2 separate regions of the Cricetulus griseus genome follow, and region 1 is linked to region 2. Evidence: chromatin contacts called from public Hi-C data. All regions are on one chromosome and are shown on one strand. The core of a region is the stretch at or near the end of the contact, and the rest is flanking DNA. Distances in the headings are between cores, read along the strand shown.

Evidence for each region. Hi-C and Micro-C count contacts between places; a contact is called where the count stands out from the background.
Region 1: a contact with region 2 is called in a Hi-C map of fibroblasts, with 3 times the contacts expected there. The contact joins two enhancer-like sites. A contact is called at or near these places in 5 of 8 Hi-C or Micro-C datasets (the CHK-Q cell line, the CHL-YN cell line, the CHO-K1 cell line and 1 more).

What each region holds. Positions count from the first base shown.
Region 1 is chr8:17,737,303-17,744,385 of CriGri-PICRH-1.0, forward strand. No RefSeq gene overlaps it. Among named protein-coding and RNA genes, the nearest start is that of Fkbp4, 230 kb to the right of the region's middle. Within about 2 kb of position 5,244, at least 3 of the 6 cell types and tissues checked have open chromatin away from gene starts, as enhancers often do. A contact at or near this core is called in the CHO-K1 cell line and fibroblasts, where this site is marked.
Region 2 is chr8:17,699,882-17,707,771 of CriGri-PICRH-1.0, forward strand. No RefSeq gene overlaps it. Among named protein-coding and RNA genes, the nearest start is that of Fkbp4, 270 kb to the right of the region's middle. Within about 2 kb of position 2,585, at least 3 of the 6 cell types and tissues checked have open chromatin away from gene starts, as enhancers often do. A contact at or near this core is called in the CHO-K1 cell line and fibroblasts, where this site is marked.

The sequences.
Region 1 (7,083 bases), core at 3,994-6,493, 40 kb after region 2:
CCCTTCCTTCACAGGGTGACAGCGGCTTTTTTTCATGGAATTTCTCTGGAAAAAGTAAATTTCCATGCTCACGTCACGAAGGGGTTTGCTCGGATAATTATGTTGAAAAGACCTTTCTACCTGTTTAATGGAAATACGGGTCCTGTCTGGTCTCACCTGCCCTGAGCGCATGGAGTGGCCTCTAACGAATGTCTAAGGGACAGATACTCTCGCCAGACTTGTGCAACTGACTCCCTTTGGGCCATGGAAGACCCAGCTTGTCTTTTTTGTTTGTTTGTTTGTTTGTTGTTTTTTGAGTTGTTTGCTTTCTCTATGTTTTCTTAAAAATAAAGATTAGAATTTCACAGTTATTTAGTAACATTTTCAGAGAAGCAAGCAAGCAATGACTGGAAGCCCAGACTAACCTGTTTGTATGTAGAATGGCCTTTCCCTTTCTGTCTGGAGTTGCGGACATTGAAATCAGTCACACAGACCGACTTGAATTCGGAGAGAAGGTCATGTTTCCGGATTCAACTTCCATAGCCTGCTTACCAATTCAGTCATATCATTATAAAATAAAATAAAACTCATACACGCAAATCCACAAATAAATGTGATTTTAAAAATAGCTCAACCAAATGTCCCTTGCAGTTGTCCAAATCCTCTGCTTTCCCCCAGCCCCTGTGTAAAGACTGTAGGGAAGTCTGGGTGACTCTAAAACATTTTTCCTGACTTAAAACTTTGACAATTGAATTGTCTGTGAGAATCAACGGGAACAGTCGTGACCCACACACTTGCCACAGCTGGAAGGCATATCACATCGGAAACCACCTTCTCGCTGACGCCAGGGAGCTCATTTAGTGTGCAGAATGCAGTACTGTAGCATGACTGTTGTGTTCATATTTGGACTTCCGGTCTCTTCTCACCCAGGGCCATGTCCTTCATGTATGACGTCCTGTTAACCTTCCAGATTTCTTTCACTAAGGCAGCCCTTTCACAGACAAGAGGGCTGATGTCAACCAATGAGGAAGACAAGGATACCTTAACACATGAATCCAATACAGTGCACAATATTGACAAAGGGAAAACAAAGTCTCTCGGTCATCTCTGGGAACCCTGAAACAGCATTTGACAGGGTCACACTCTACGGTCATCTCCAGGAAGTCTGAAACAGCATTTGACAGGGTCATACTCTATGGTCATCTCCAGGAAGCCTGAAACAGCATTTGACAGGGTCACACTCTATGGTCATCTCCAGGAAGCCTGAAACAGCATTTGACAGGGTCACACTCTATGGTCATCTCCAGGAAGCCTGAAACAGCATTTGACAGGGTCACACACCACTTGATGCCGAGACATTTCACACACTCCACTAACACGGTGAGCACCATTTATAAAAAGCCCCAGGCTAATATCTTACTCAATGGAGTAAGACTCAGAACAAGTGTGCCTGTCCCTGCTGGCCAATAAACACACTGCTGTCCAGCATAGGACTGGAGGCCATAGGCGCACAAAAGAAGTAAAAAACAAAGACATCTATATTAGAGAAGACATCAACTCATTCTCTGTTGGCAGAGAACATACTCTTTAAACATTACATTTATTTATTTGTGTGGGTGCAATGTGTGTACCTGTGCGAAAGTCATGGCACACGTGTGGAGCTCAGGAGACAACCAGCAGAAGTCCACTACATGGGTCCCAGGGATCAAACTCTGGCTCCTCCGGCCTGGCAGCAGCCACTCTAGTCACTGAGCCATCTCACTGGCCCTGGAACATGATATGTAAAGGAAAAAAAAAAAAAAAAACCAACTCTAAAGATGTTTCTCTCTCTCCCTCTCTCTCTCTCTGTGTGCGTGTGTGTTGTGTGTGTGTGTGTGTGTGTGTGTGTGTGTGTGTGTGTCTGTCTGTCTGTCTGTCTGTAGTAGCAGGGCAGAGGTAGCAGGCAGACAGGGTACCTGGAGCAGGAATCTAAGAGGTCGCATCTTGAAGCACAAGCATGAAACAGAGAGCAAAGTGGAAGTAGTGTTGGGCCTTAGGGTCTCCAAGCCTGTCCCCAGTGATTTACCTCTTCCAGCAAGGCCACCCCTCGAAAGCCTCTCCAAACAGCACCACCACCTGGGGACCAAGTGTTCAAATGCTCAAGACTACACAGAACATTTCTTACTTAAACCACCACAGTTACCTTGTGTACATCACTTACAACGAGCAATTCGAAGAGAAAGCTAAAATAATTTCCTGGACAACACCATGAAACAGGCTAAAATACTTAGGAATAAACCAAGTTATAAATGTGAATGTTTTATATAGTGGGAGTCAGAACACAATGCTGAATGACATTAAAGCAAACCCTAATAAATGACATCTTGGGTTAACAAAGTGACGTTCAGACACAAAGCAATCCCCATAAAACCTTAGCAATGTCTGCTACAGCTGCATGCGTTTGAAACATCCAAAAACGCTTACAAAATACACAAAGCTGGAGGACTTAGGTAGGCTTATGTGAAAATATATTAGTAACCTCTAATAACTAGTATGGTACTGGCATAGAGAAAAATAAATCAAAGCAAACGGTTACGTAACAAAGAGTATTATTAAATGTTCACATATATGATCTTGACAAGGTACCAAAGCTACACCGTGTGGGGGTGAGGGGGACAGTCTCTTGGGCGAATGACGATGGGAGAACTGGATGACCAGGCACGTTTGGGGCTTACTGTTCATTACATACAAAAATCAACTCAGAAGGAATTAAGGAGATATACAGAGCCCTAACATTCTAAAATTCCTATAAGAAAACATGAAACATTCCTGACATTATATTTGACGATGACTTCCTGGATGTGACACCAAAAGCACTGTCAACAGACACTAAATAGGGAAATGAGTGAATCTTGCTAGTTTGCAAAGCTTCTGCTTAGGTGGGCTTGGGAGTGTGTGGGAGGCGGGCATAGTGCTCACCTTTGAATTGCCTAAGGGCTAAATCCCGCGGCCAAAGCTCCGCCCTTTTTCTCCGAGGGTGGGGGCCAGTGACCTCACGAGAGCTCGTCCTCAAGTAGAAAGCAAAGAGGACAACTTCCCGCCGGCTTTGGTGGCGCAGGCCGGTAGGATTTGCTGAAGGAGGCAGAGGCAGGAGGATCTGGAGTTCGAGGCCAGCCTGGACTACACATTTTTTTTTCTTCCAAGTAAATATCCACAACTACACGGTTCATGAGATTACTCGCAGGATTTAGGATTTTAAAGAATAATAGTAAACAGAAGCAAGGAAGTGATCGGGTTTGAGGAGGTCACACCTCTTTAATGCACTTAAAGAGGACAGGAATACAGTCCCAGCTGAAGTCCAAGAGAAGACAGACAAAGGGAAGGGCGCACTTAATACAGAGGAATAAATACTGAAGGGAGCTCGGGCTGAAATGGAGCTAGAACTGAAAAATTCAATATCCCATCTGTTAGGGTCACCCGAGGACAGGACACCAGACACCTTCAGGCAAACAGCTTTTATATGTGAGAGGAGTCATGGAGAGAACCAGACCAGAGCCTAGCCAGACAGAGACCTGTTCCGTACCATAGTCTAACGGCTGCTTTAAACACAGTGTGGGCTTAAATGTCTTTCATGTCAGGAAGGGAGGACGGCTTGGGAGCATTGCCAGGCCACACATAACACTTTGGTGGAGACTAAACAGGATGGTGGTCTCTTTGTCCTTCTTTCAAGGCCTCCTGGAAGATTTACTAAGGAAAGGGGATTACTGGGGAGATGTATCAAGGTTTTTATACACGCAAGGGCATTGCTCGGCCCTGTGGCTGCATCTGGTTTTCATTGCCCTGGCTCTCAAGGGAGTCTCCCTCACATAGGGTCAAGCAGGAGATAGGATGTCAGGACCGGGAGACACAGCAGAGAAACTGGAGAACAATATCTTTAAATCAAAGAAAGAAAAAATATTTAAAAGGAATATGCAAGAATTTGGGGACACCATGAGGCCCAAACTTATGAGTTACCCGAGAAGACTCTCAGGTGGAAGAAAATGAATGGGGTATCCAGAGAAGACCCATGGTTGCAATGCTTGTCTTAGTTGTGAACCACACTCCAGCAGTCCACAATCTCTTGACCAACTCTCAAATGCCATCATCTGTTGAATATTCCCAGGAATTGGTCCATGAGTTCCCTGAAATCCCTCAAGATCTGATAATGCTCACCAGACCCGTCCTCACAGACACTCACGAGATATGCTCCACTAATTTCCCAGGTATTTCCTAATCTTAGCACGTTGACAATCAAGGCTGAGCATCCCAACAGCACAAAGTTGACCAAGGAGCACGGGAAAAGTTGCACAGCATCGCTACTCATCATGAGGATTAAAGTGAAAACACCACGAGGAAAGATTCCTGGTTTGTCGCTTTGCTTGAACGAGCCTGGAAGTTTGCAGCTCATCCTCACACAGACACCCTGGTGAACCAACTAGAAACCTAGCAGTTCTCCTAGGCTGTGCAAGAAAGGTGAGCACACACAGGAGGAAATACATAAAGAGACTGGAGTTCAGCGTTGAAGTCAGTAGGTCACAGGCACCCTGGGTCCTTGTCACACTTGCCTGACCCTGACCCCGCCGGCACAAGAGGGTCTGGTTCTGCGGTTCCTTTACTCGCAGCAATTGAGTCTGGTTCCCAAGAAGACGCCCCACGCAGGACGAGGAGAGCGAGCGGGTTGGAAGGAATCCACGGCCGGAGGTGCGGGAGTGTTTCCCGGGGTGACCAGCAGGGGGCGGGGGGCGGGAGAGGCCTTCGGGGCTCCTGAAGTTGGGGTTCCCGGGAATGAGGGGAGTGTGTGAGCCGGGCGGGCTGAGAGCAGGTTAGAGCCAGGCCGAGAGCGGTTGGGGAGAAGGCGAACTGGGCGTGGTAGTTTTCACTCTACACTCCGCCCACAGTGTTGGGAGGGCGAGTACGTCATCGTAACTCAGCGCTAACTAACGGTTTGATGTGAGCTGCTTCCGCCGGCTCTGGTGGCGCAGGCCGGAAGGATTTGCTGAAGGAGGCAGAGGCAGGTGGATCTGGAGTTCGAGGCCAGCCAGGACTACACATTTTTTTTTCTTGTCCTCCAACAAAACATCCACAGCTACAGGCTACAGTAAAATTCCTACACCCACAAAGGCTCTCCACACTCTACTCTCAACCTCATTTCGCTCGCGACTGACACCCAACCGACACCATCTTTTCTAGACGCACAGGCGCCTGCTCCACCCTGCTGCTCACAAGCCTTTGCTCACACACCGACTCACACGCTCCACCTCCGCGCTGGCCAATGCTCGCATAGTCTAACGGCTACTTGAAACCCATAGTGTGGACTTAAATGTCTTTTACGTCAGGAAGGGTGGACGGCTTGGGAGCATTGCCAGGCCACACATAACACTTTGGTGGAGACTAAACAGGATGGTGGTCTCTTTGTCCTTCTTTCAAGGCCTCCTGGAAGACTTACTAAGCAAAGCGGGGATTGCTGGGGAGATGTATCAAGGTTTCTATACACGCAAGGGCATTGCTCGGCCCTGTGGCTGCATCTGGTTTTCATTGCCCTGGCTCTCAAGGGAGTCTCCCTCTCATTGAGAAGACTCAGTGGAAAGCCTTCCTAGTTGACATAGGGTCAAGTAAAGACAGAATGTCAGGACCTGCAGACACAGCAGAGCAACTGGGAAACAATACCTTAAAAACAAACAAAGAAAAATATTTAAAAGGAATATGCAAGAATTTGGGGACACTCATGAGGCCCAAATTTATGAGTTACCTGAGAAGACTGTGGGGTGGAAGAAAATGAATGCGGTATCCAGAGAAGACCCATGGTTGCAAAGCTTGACCAGCTCTCAAATGCCATCATCTGTTGAATATTCCCAGGAATTGGTCCATGCGTTCCCTGAAAACCCTCAAGATCTGATAATGCTCACCAGACCCGTCCTCACAGACACTCACGAGATATGCTCCACTAATTTCCCAGGTATTTCCTAATCTTAGCACGTTGACAATCAAGGCTGAGCATCCCAACAGCATAAAGTTGACCAAGGAGCACGGGAAAAGTTGCACAGCATCGCTACTCATCCTGAGGATTAAAGTGAAAACACCACGAGGAAAGACTCCTGGTTTCTAGTTTTGCATGAAGGAGCCTGGAAGTTTGCAGCTCATCCTCACACAGACACCCTGGTGAACCTACTAGAAACCTGACAGTTCTCATAGGCTGTGCAAGAAAGGTGAGCACACACAGGAGGAAATACATAGAGAGACTGGAGTTCAGGATGAAGTCAGCAGGTCACAGGCACCCTGGGACCTTGTCACACTTGCCTGACCCTGACCCCGCCGGCACAAGAGGGTCTGGTTCTGCGGTTCCTTTACTCGCAGCAATTGAGTCTGGTTCCCAAGAAGACGCCCCACGCAGGACGAGGAGAGCGAGCGGGTTGGAAGGAATCCACGGCCGGAGGTGCGGGAGTGTTTCCCGGGGTGACCAGCAGGGGGCGCGGGGCGGGAGAGGCCTTCGGGGCTCCTGAAGTTGGGGTTCCCGGGAATGAGGGGAGTGTGTGAGCCGGGCGGGCTGAGAGCAGGTTAGAGCCAGGCCGAGAGCGGTTGGGGAGAAGGCGAACTGGGCGTGGTAGTTTTCACTCTACACTCCGCCCACAGTGTTGGGAGGGCGAGTACGTCATCGTAACTCTGCACTAACTAATGGTTTGATGGGCTTGACTCCCGCCGGCTCTGGTGGCGCAGGCCGGAAGGATTTGCTGAAGGAGGCAGAGGCAGGTGGATCTGGAGTTCGAGGCCAGCCAGGACTACACATTTTTTTTTTTGTCCTCCAACAAAACATCCACAGCTACACACTACACTAAAATTCCTACACCCACAAAGGCTCTCCGCACTCTACTTTCAACCTCGTTTCGCTCGCGACCGACACCCAACCGACACCATCTTCTTCAGACATAATGACTGTCAGTGTACAAATTAAATGAATTATTTACTAGGAGCTGAAAGACCATTGCAACTGCTCGCCAATTCGACTATTTGAGCTGAAGCCGGAGTTGTCTGCTCCACATATTTCTTTCCATCAATAATATAGGCGGCTCTCCCATTGGAGGAGCCATC
Region 2 (7,890 bases), core at 1,335-3,834:
TCCTGATCTTCAGCTTGAAGCTTGAACCCTAATATCAGCCTCTGGGTCTTTTCTTTTTCGTGTTGCACCTTGTGACATGATCGTTTTGGCCACATACACATAATGTTTTGGTCACACTGACCACGCCTCCACCCCTCACTTGCCTCTCCCCCTTCTGTTTATTCCCTGTCACAAATGATCCTTCTACCTTCCTGAGAATTTTCTCTAGTTCGTGGTTTTGAAGGCTAATCCAAGAGTAGGTGATCTCATGGATTTGGCCCTTGGTGATGGGCTCAAGCAAGCAGCATCCCAAGGGATGCGTGAGAAGATCACACGTGAAACAGGAATCTAGAGCCAGCAAGGACATCCTACCAAGCCCCGTGCTTCAGCATCCTGACCTAATCAGTATCTTCAACGTTTTGAAGTTGCAGCAGGGCGGTGGCATCCCTAAAGTTCACCCTTGAAGTCCACAGTATTGAGTCTCTCTCTCTCTCTCTCTCTCTCTCTCTCTCTCTCTCTCTCTCTCTCTCTCTCTCTCTCTCTCTCACACACACACACACACACACACACACAGTTTTAAGAAAGTTCACATATCTGCTGTCTGGATTTGTAGCTTTTATGGGGGGCCCAGGCACCCACGGATGTGAATTTGAAAGGGGGTCTAAACAGATGTGTGTTCAGCAGCATCCGCACCAGCCGAGTGGCCAAAGCAACGGGCAAATTTGCTTATTCTTAGGAATGGTTGTTAGCCAGTAAATAAGACGTGTATAGGCCCAGAATCCCTTTAGCATGGATGGAAGGGCTGTTTGGTTTCATTCACCTCCACACCACCCACACCGAGAAGGACCTGGGAATCCATGGCCCAAGGAACCACTGTCACTCATCCCTGCCCTCATCCCGCAGCAGCAGAGCACTTCTGCCTGAGTCCTGCTAGAGGCGGGCATCGCGATACACCATCCAGGAAAGCGTGCATTGGGAGCTTTGACCCCAGGGGGAAATGCAAAGCTGCAGCCCGAGGGTCAGGCTTGACACAGGGGAGACGCTGGTCAGGGAGCAGACAAGCAGGTGGCTGCCATAGACAAGGTGAGAGGTCCCTTCACCCTGCTTGTGGAGGGATTGCTACCGACGCCCAGGGAAGGAGGAGCTCCCTGGGCAACCAACAGCTGAGCAGCAGAGACCACAAGAACCAGAAAGCTGTAGGGGGTTCCTAGGTCCTGGTGGCTTGAGAGAAGCCCGGAATGCCAAAAATACTTTTCAAAACGGAGGAGAATGCGTGAGGGGAGGAGAAAAGGGAAGACTAGAAATGGGGAGGGGAGGTTTGGATGGGGAAAAGAAAAGGCTGCGGGTCCGCTGAGGATGAGCGAAGTCTTCATGCTAAGTGAAGAGCAGACACAGCGCAAACCCGCGGGTCCCACGCACGGGGCGCAGCGGGGCCGTGTGCGAGCGCTGCTTGTTCGCTGCGAGCCCCACACTGCGAGCCCTGGAGCTGAGGTCAGGAGCAGCAGGCAGAAGAGAGGCGGTGTCGACAGCGGGCGGGGAGTGCGGCTCTCTGTGTCTCTGAGAGCCCTGAGCACTGGGGTGGGGCTGGTTTGGATCTGGCTTTCTAAGCAGTTAATTAGAAGAAGAGTTAATTGAGAATTTCAGGGCAGGAAAATTGGTAATAGGGGGTTAGAATTAAATGAGAACTAGCGTTCTAGCGAGGACACAAAGGGTTAACTTTTTTCCTTTTAATTTTCTGCTTTTCTTTTTTTTTTTTTTCCTTTAATTCCCTTTAAGATTGTTGTTTTTGTTTCTACTGTCGGTGTCGGAGCGCGCGCGGGTGCGGCGTAGGACAAAAAAGGTGGCTGGAGAGACAGCCGTGGGTGCTGGGAACCGAACTCTTATATTTTTGGTTGTGAGCCTAGCCTTTAACGGCTGAGCCATCTCTCCAGCCCGAGAGACGCGCGCATTCTTTCCCACAAGTAGTCACCAGCCGTTGCGCAACCGGGCCTCCGCGGGGCGCGTTCCACCTTTCAGTTCCAGATAATCGTCATTTTCACGCGGGAAGCATAAAAAACGAACGCTCGAGCTTAAAAAGAAAGCAAAAAACAAACTCCCGGACTCTTGGCTGCGAACATTTCTGCTCTGAGCGACGGCGGCGGACTCGCCGGTCGGCACGAGCGGGACGAGGGAAAAGGAACCCGAGGGTCGGAGGGCTGAGCAGCGGGTTCCGGGGAGGGAGCGCGGGGCGCGGGCGGAGAGGAGCGCGGGGCGCGGGCGGAGAGGAGCGCTCAAGGCGCGGGAGCGGCGGTGTGGAGCGGGCGCCCGAGCGTCTGCAGGAGCTGGTGCGGATGGGTGGGGTGGGGACAGGGGGGCCGAGCAGGGTCCGGGTGGCAGGAGCTGGGGGAGCGGCCTTGTGGCTGTTGGGTTGTTTGGGGTGCTGTGTAGCTGTGCGTTTGTGTGTTGTTTGTTGGAAGGCGGAAAAAAAAATGTGTAGTCCAGGCTGGCCTCGAACTCCAGATCCTCCTGCCTCTGCCTCCTTCAGCAAATCCTACCGGCCTGCGCCACCAGAGCCGGCGGGAGCTTTGGCTGCTAGCTGAGTAGTTGAAGCTTCCTCTTGGTGACGTAGGCTGCCTGACTACTTTATCTCTGCCTGTCCGAAGTGTAACAAAGAACCAGGGCTTCTACAGGGCCCCCACTCTCCCTCTCTCCAATCCCACGCTCTTCGCCTGGTTCTTGAACTTCAACTCCCCACGCATTTTCTTGACACTTGATTCCTGCGGGTCCTCCCCCAACATGCCACAGCTCCTTCAAGGAGCCCACCCGCAAAAGGCGAGCACCCTGTCTTCCCGCCTCCCTAGACCCAGCTCTAGGTTTCCTTGCAGGGGTGGTTCAGGGTGTCCACCCATCTTCTCATGCCCTAGACCAGGCTAGGGCAAGGTGTTAAAGCTTTCAGAGCTTCAGAACCGAAGAGCCTGTTTGTGACAACAATCGGTATCCATAGTGTTTCAGAGACAGCATGGGGTCGTTGTCTTCGTTGCTTTGACAAAACATCCCGACAAAGGAAACTTAAAGACAGGTTTATTTTGGTCCACATTTGAAGGCACAGTCAATCAAAGCGGGGAAGTCAAGGCAGCCGGAGCTTGACGTGGTTGGTAACATCGCATACAGTCAGGAAACAAATGTGCACTCAGCACTCTCTCCGTGTCTGTCTGTCTGTCTGTCTGTCTGTCTGTCTGTCTGTGTGTCTCTGCATCGCTCTCTCTTCCTCTGTTTCTGTGTGTGTCTATGTCTCTGTCTCTTTCTGTGTGTCTCTCTGTGTCTGTCTGTCTGTCTTTGCATGTCTCTCTCTCCCTCTGTTCCTGTGTGTGTCTCTGTCTATGTGTCTATGTGTGTCTCTCTGTGTGTCTCTGTTTCTGTGTGTGTGTGTCTGTTTCTGTCTCTCTGTGTGTCTCTGTCTCTGTGTGTATATGTCTGTCTCTGTGTGTGTCTATGTCTCTGTGTCTCTGTGTGTGTGTGTCTATGTGTGTCTGTGTGTATCTGTTTCTGTCTGTCTGTGTGTCTATGTCTGTCTGTGTGTGTGTCTATGTCTGTCTCTGTGTGTATGTCTATGTCTGTCTGTGTGTGTCTATGTCTGTCTGTGTGTGTCTATGTCTGTCTCTGTTTGTGTGTCTATGTCTGTCTGTGTGTGTGTGTCTATGTCTGTCTCTCTGTGTATGTCTATGTCTGTCTGTGTGTGTCTATGTCTGTCTGTGTGTGTGTCTGTCTCTGTCTGTGTTGTGTGTCTATGTCTGTCTCTGTGTGTATGTCTATGTCTGTCTGTGTGTGTCTATGTCTGTCTGTGTGTGTCTATGTCTGTCTCTGTGTGTATGTCTATGTCTGTCTGTGTGTGTCTATGTCTCTGTCTCTCTGTGTGTCTATGTCTGTCTGTGTGTGTGTCTGTCTCTGTCTGTGTGTGTGTCTATGTCTGTCTCTGTGTGTATGTCTATGTCTGTCTGTGTGTGTCTATGTCTGTCTCTGTGTGTGTCTATGTCTGTCTCTGTGTGTATGTCTATGTCTGTCTGTGTGTGTCTATGTCTGTCTGTGTGTGTGTCTATGTCTGTCTCTGTGTGTGTCTATGTCTCTCTGTCTATGTGTGTGTCTATGTCTGTCTGTGTGTGTCTCTGTCTCTGTCTCTCTGTCTGTGTGTGTCTATGTCTGTCTCTGTGTGTGTGTCTCTGTCTCTCTGTCTCTGTGTGTGTCTATGTCTGTCTGTTTGTGTGTCTATGTCTGTCTGTGTGTGTCTCTGTCTCTGTCTCTCTGTGTGTGTCTCTTACACTCCCCTGCCCCCATCCTCACCCAGGAATGGTCCTGCCCACTATAAAGATGGGTCTTCCCACATCCTTCTATGTTGCTGAGACGATCCCTCAAATGCATTCTCAGAGGCTACCTTTAATCTAGATAACCCCTCACAGGTGTGCCCTGAGCCTTGCACCCCTCCAGGGGGGTGGCGATTGCAGGCCAGACAGCCGAGGCAGAATGGAAGGAGCAGGCAGTTCCCTCTTAAAGACAGCCAGAGGGGCGTCAAGATCGGAAGAATAAGGAAGACAGATGAAGGATGACAAAGAGAGCAGGAAGGGGAGGCTGAAGGATAAAGGGCCATGGGGAACTACGGAGACTTCATAGACAAGGGGCTGAGACCTGGGACTGAGCTATAGCAATGGCTTCTGCCAAGGTCCAGGCACCTTGGGCCTGAGTGTGTCTGGCATGCACCTGCCTGCACTTGCGCTCATGTGCTCGGCCACACAGAAATATGAATATTTAAGAGTAAAACGTAACACGGCTCTTGCAACATAATCAATGCTTTTATGTGTCAGGCAAAAATGTGAACGTCTAAAATCAAATGTATTTATTAAAATGTATTTAATAAATCTATTTTATTAAATGTACTTTTAAAATGCCATTTTTCATTTTGCTCCCTCAGAGGTAACAGGTAGATTTGAGGTTTTAGAGACTGTATGTATGTATTTTGTGTATTCTATGCAACAATGAATGAAAGAAATTTGTTTATGTAAATTTCTATCCTCCACAGAGATCTGCCTGCCTCTGCTTCAGAGTGCTAGGACTAACGGCATGAGTCACGATGCCAAGAGGAAAGAATATCTTAACCCTGTCTATCCCCACAGACTCAGGCAAGTGTTATGGGTCCATTAATGTACTAATGGTTAGCATTGCCTACCAACCAGAATTACAAAGCCAAAGCCTCTTGGCTGCTAGCTTGGGACTTCCTGGGCTTTCTGTACATTCTCTAACTTTTATTAACACCACAACCTCCATCCCTAACACCACAACCATCTGTATAGCCCCAGGCAAGCATCTGCTCCAACTCACACTTTAAATTATGGAGATGCAGCTTTTTTGCTTTACATTTGCTGTTGCCATGCACTGGAATTCTGTACTTCCACTTTTACATACGGCTCTTCCCAACAAGTAATATGGAGAGTAGCATGGATGAATGTTCATTAACAAATGACTGATTGAACTGGTTCCCTGCTAATAAGGGAACCGCATTGCTTTATAAAAGTGGAACTCTGAGCATTTTAACTTCCAGCAGCTGTTTTTTTCCCTTTGTTTTTGATGACACAAAATAATGTGAACCATATTACTCTAAAATAATAAAATTAACACCATTATTAGTTTGGGAAAGACAGCTCTTAGTTTTGTGTGTGTATGTGTGTAGTTTGAGGTTTTTGTTTGCATGCTTATATTTGAGAAAAGGTCTCATTACAATGACCCGGCCTGAAACTCACTATGCCTCTGATTAAGAGTGCTAGGATTAAATGCCTGAGCCACTACAGCATGTGGAAAAAAGAATTTTAGCTCTTCCTGTCCCCACAGACTTCAGGCAAGTGTTATTAGACCATTAATACACTGGTTGGCACGTTTGCTATCAGTAATTACAAAAGTCGGTTTCTAAGACCTTTGTGGTTGGTATTTCCTGTGAAGAAAAACAACTGACCTACTTTTGTTGGCAGTGGAAAGTTCAGTAACTGGAATAGCAACACTTTTAGCCACTGCTTTATCACAATTTTGAAATTTTTCTGAGTGTTGGTGTAATTTTATTACAGGGTAAGTTAGAGAAGAGCACTTGCTGTTTGAATGAAATTTTAATTTGCATTAAAAGTCTTATGCTAACCTGAGGTTTCACTTGGTGTCTAGAAGTCATAATTTTTTTGGGGGGGGTTGACCTGCATATATAAATACCTATACATTTGGTTATGACCCAGTCATATACACACACAAAATCATTTGCAGGCAAATGCAACCAACTGCTTTAAGTTGAGTAGGACATGCTATGAACTGAATTATGTCCTCTGCTTCCCCCAAACCTCAAGAAAACATCATAGGTTGTTCTAACCTGATAACACCTCCCTCAGCCAAGGCCCTGGCACCTCCACTTTCCCACCTTAACCCTTTCCTGTCCTGACACCTCCTTCACTATGATATTCTATAATGACAAAAGTTTATTACATTTATGATCTGTCGTTTATTTTCCTACTAGAAGATTTCCAATTAAATCTTCAACTCAAACTTAACAGGGATAATGCTGCAAGTCCTAATCTTATAAAAGCTATATTAACTTACTATAAACTGTTAAAGATAATTAAAACATACAAATTAATTATCAGTTACCTCACAAATGGTCATATTCTTTAATATGTTCATAGCTATACTACAGTCCTGATTAGCTACAGAAATAAGCTTCATTCAGCCTTGTATACATATATGTTTACCTAGTCCAGGTACACTTAATAGATAATGGCTCTCAAACTCCTCAGAGACCTGATGAATAAGGCATTTAAAATGTTCAGCGAAAGCTTCCCACAATAAATGGAGATCCCCCCCACACACACACAAGAAAACTTTAAGGTTTTCTACACTACACCAGTGATGCCACCTGGGCTGTGGTAATGGTAACCACTGGGAAAACTGTCCCATGCCTCATCTGCCACCAGGATGCTGCACAAACTGTGGACACTTTTGGATTGAGTGCTGCACCTTGCTTTGTCAAAGTAAGGTTAATTTTCCCAAGTTCTTCCTCTCCAGAAGAGATTCAGAATTGAGTCTGAACAGCAAAAGGCCTGCTGCTCTGTGGGACAACTAAAGACTAAATACTGCTCTTTTCTGATGACTGAAGGTGACTCCTGTATCCACAATGAGCCACATAAGCTTCAAATGACTAAGTAAGTCTCTGTCATTTGTATTGATACAAAAACTATTTAAATTGTACTTCCTCACTGGGTGGTAGTGGGGCACGCCTTTAATCCCAACACTCAGGAGCCAGAGGCAGGCGGATCTCTGTGAGTTCTAGACCAGCCTGGTCTACAAGAGCTTAGTTCCATGACAGCCTCCAAAGCCACAGAGACACCCTGCCTTGAAACCCCCCTCCCCACAAAAAAATTGTACTTCCTCCTCAAATTTATTCTTCTCGGGTCTCTGATGACATTGACGACTAACTGTAGCATTAACAACAGCAAACACCCAGCTGCCTGGTCACTGTAGTTTATCTTGCTGACCGGTTATGTAGTTATGTATGTAGTTCAACTTGCTAGAGGTTATGACAAATGGACAAGTAAGTTATGTAGGTCAAGGAAAATGAATGATACAAGGTATGCAGGTCTAAGATAGGTCTAAGTTATGACAATATGTGTTAAAGTCTGAAAATATGGAAGTTTAATTAAGTCATAAAATTTTGAGTAAGTCATTTACGGGCCCAATAAAGCAATTTAAGGCATATGAAAAGTTGTTTCATATTTCTTTCTTTCTCCCTGTGTTAACTCTTTTCCCTCACCCATAGCCAGAATACACCAGACCTCCAGACCCCTCCAGACACCTCCCTTAACTTGCTCCTTTCAAGGTATTTCCTCCTCATTCCCTCATGGGATTCCCTTA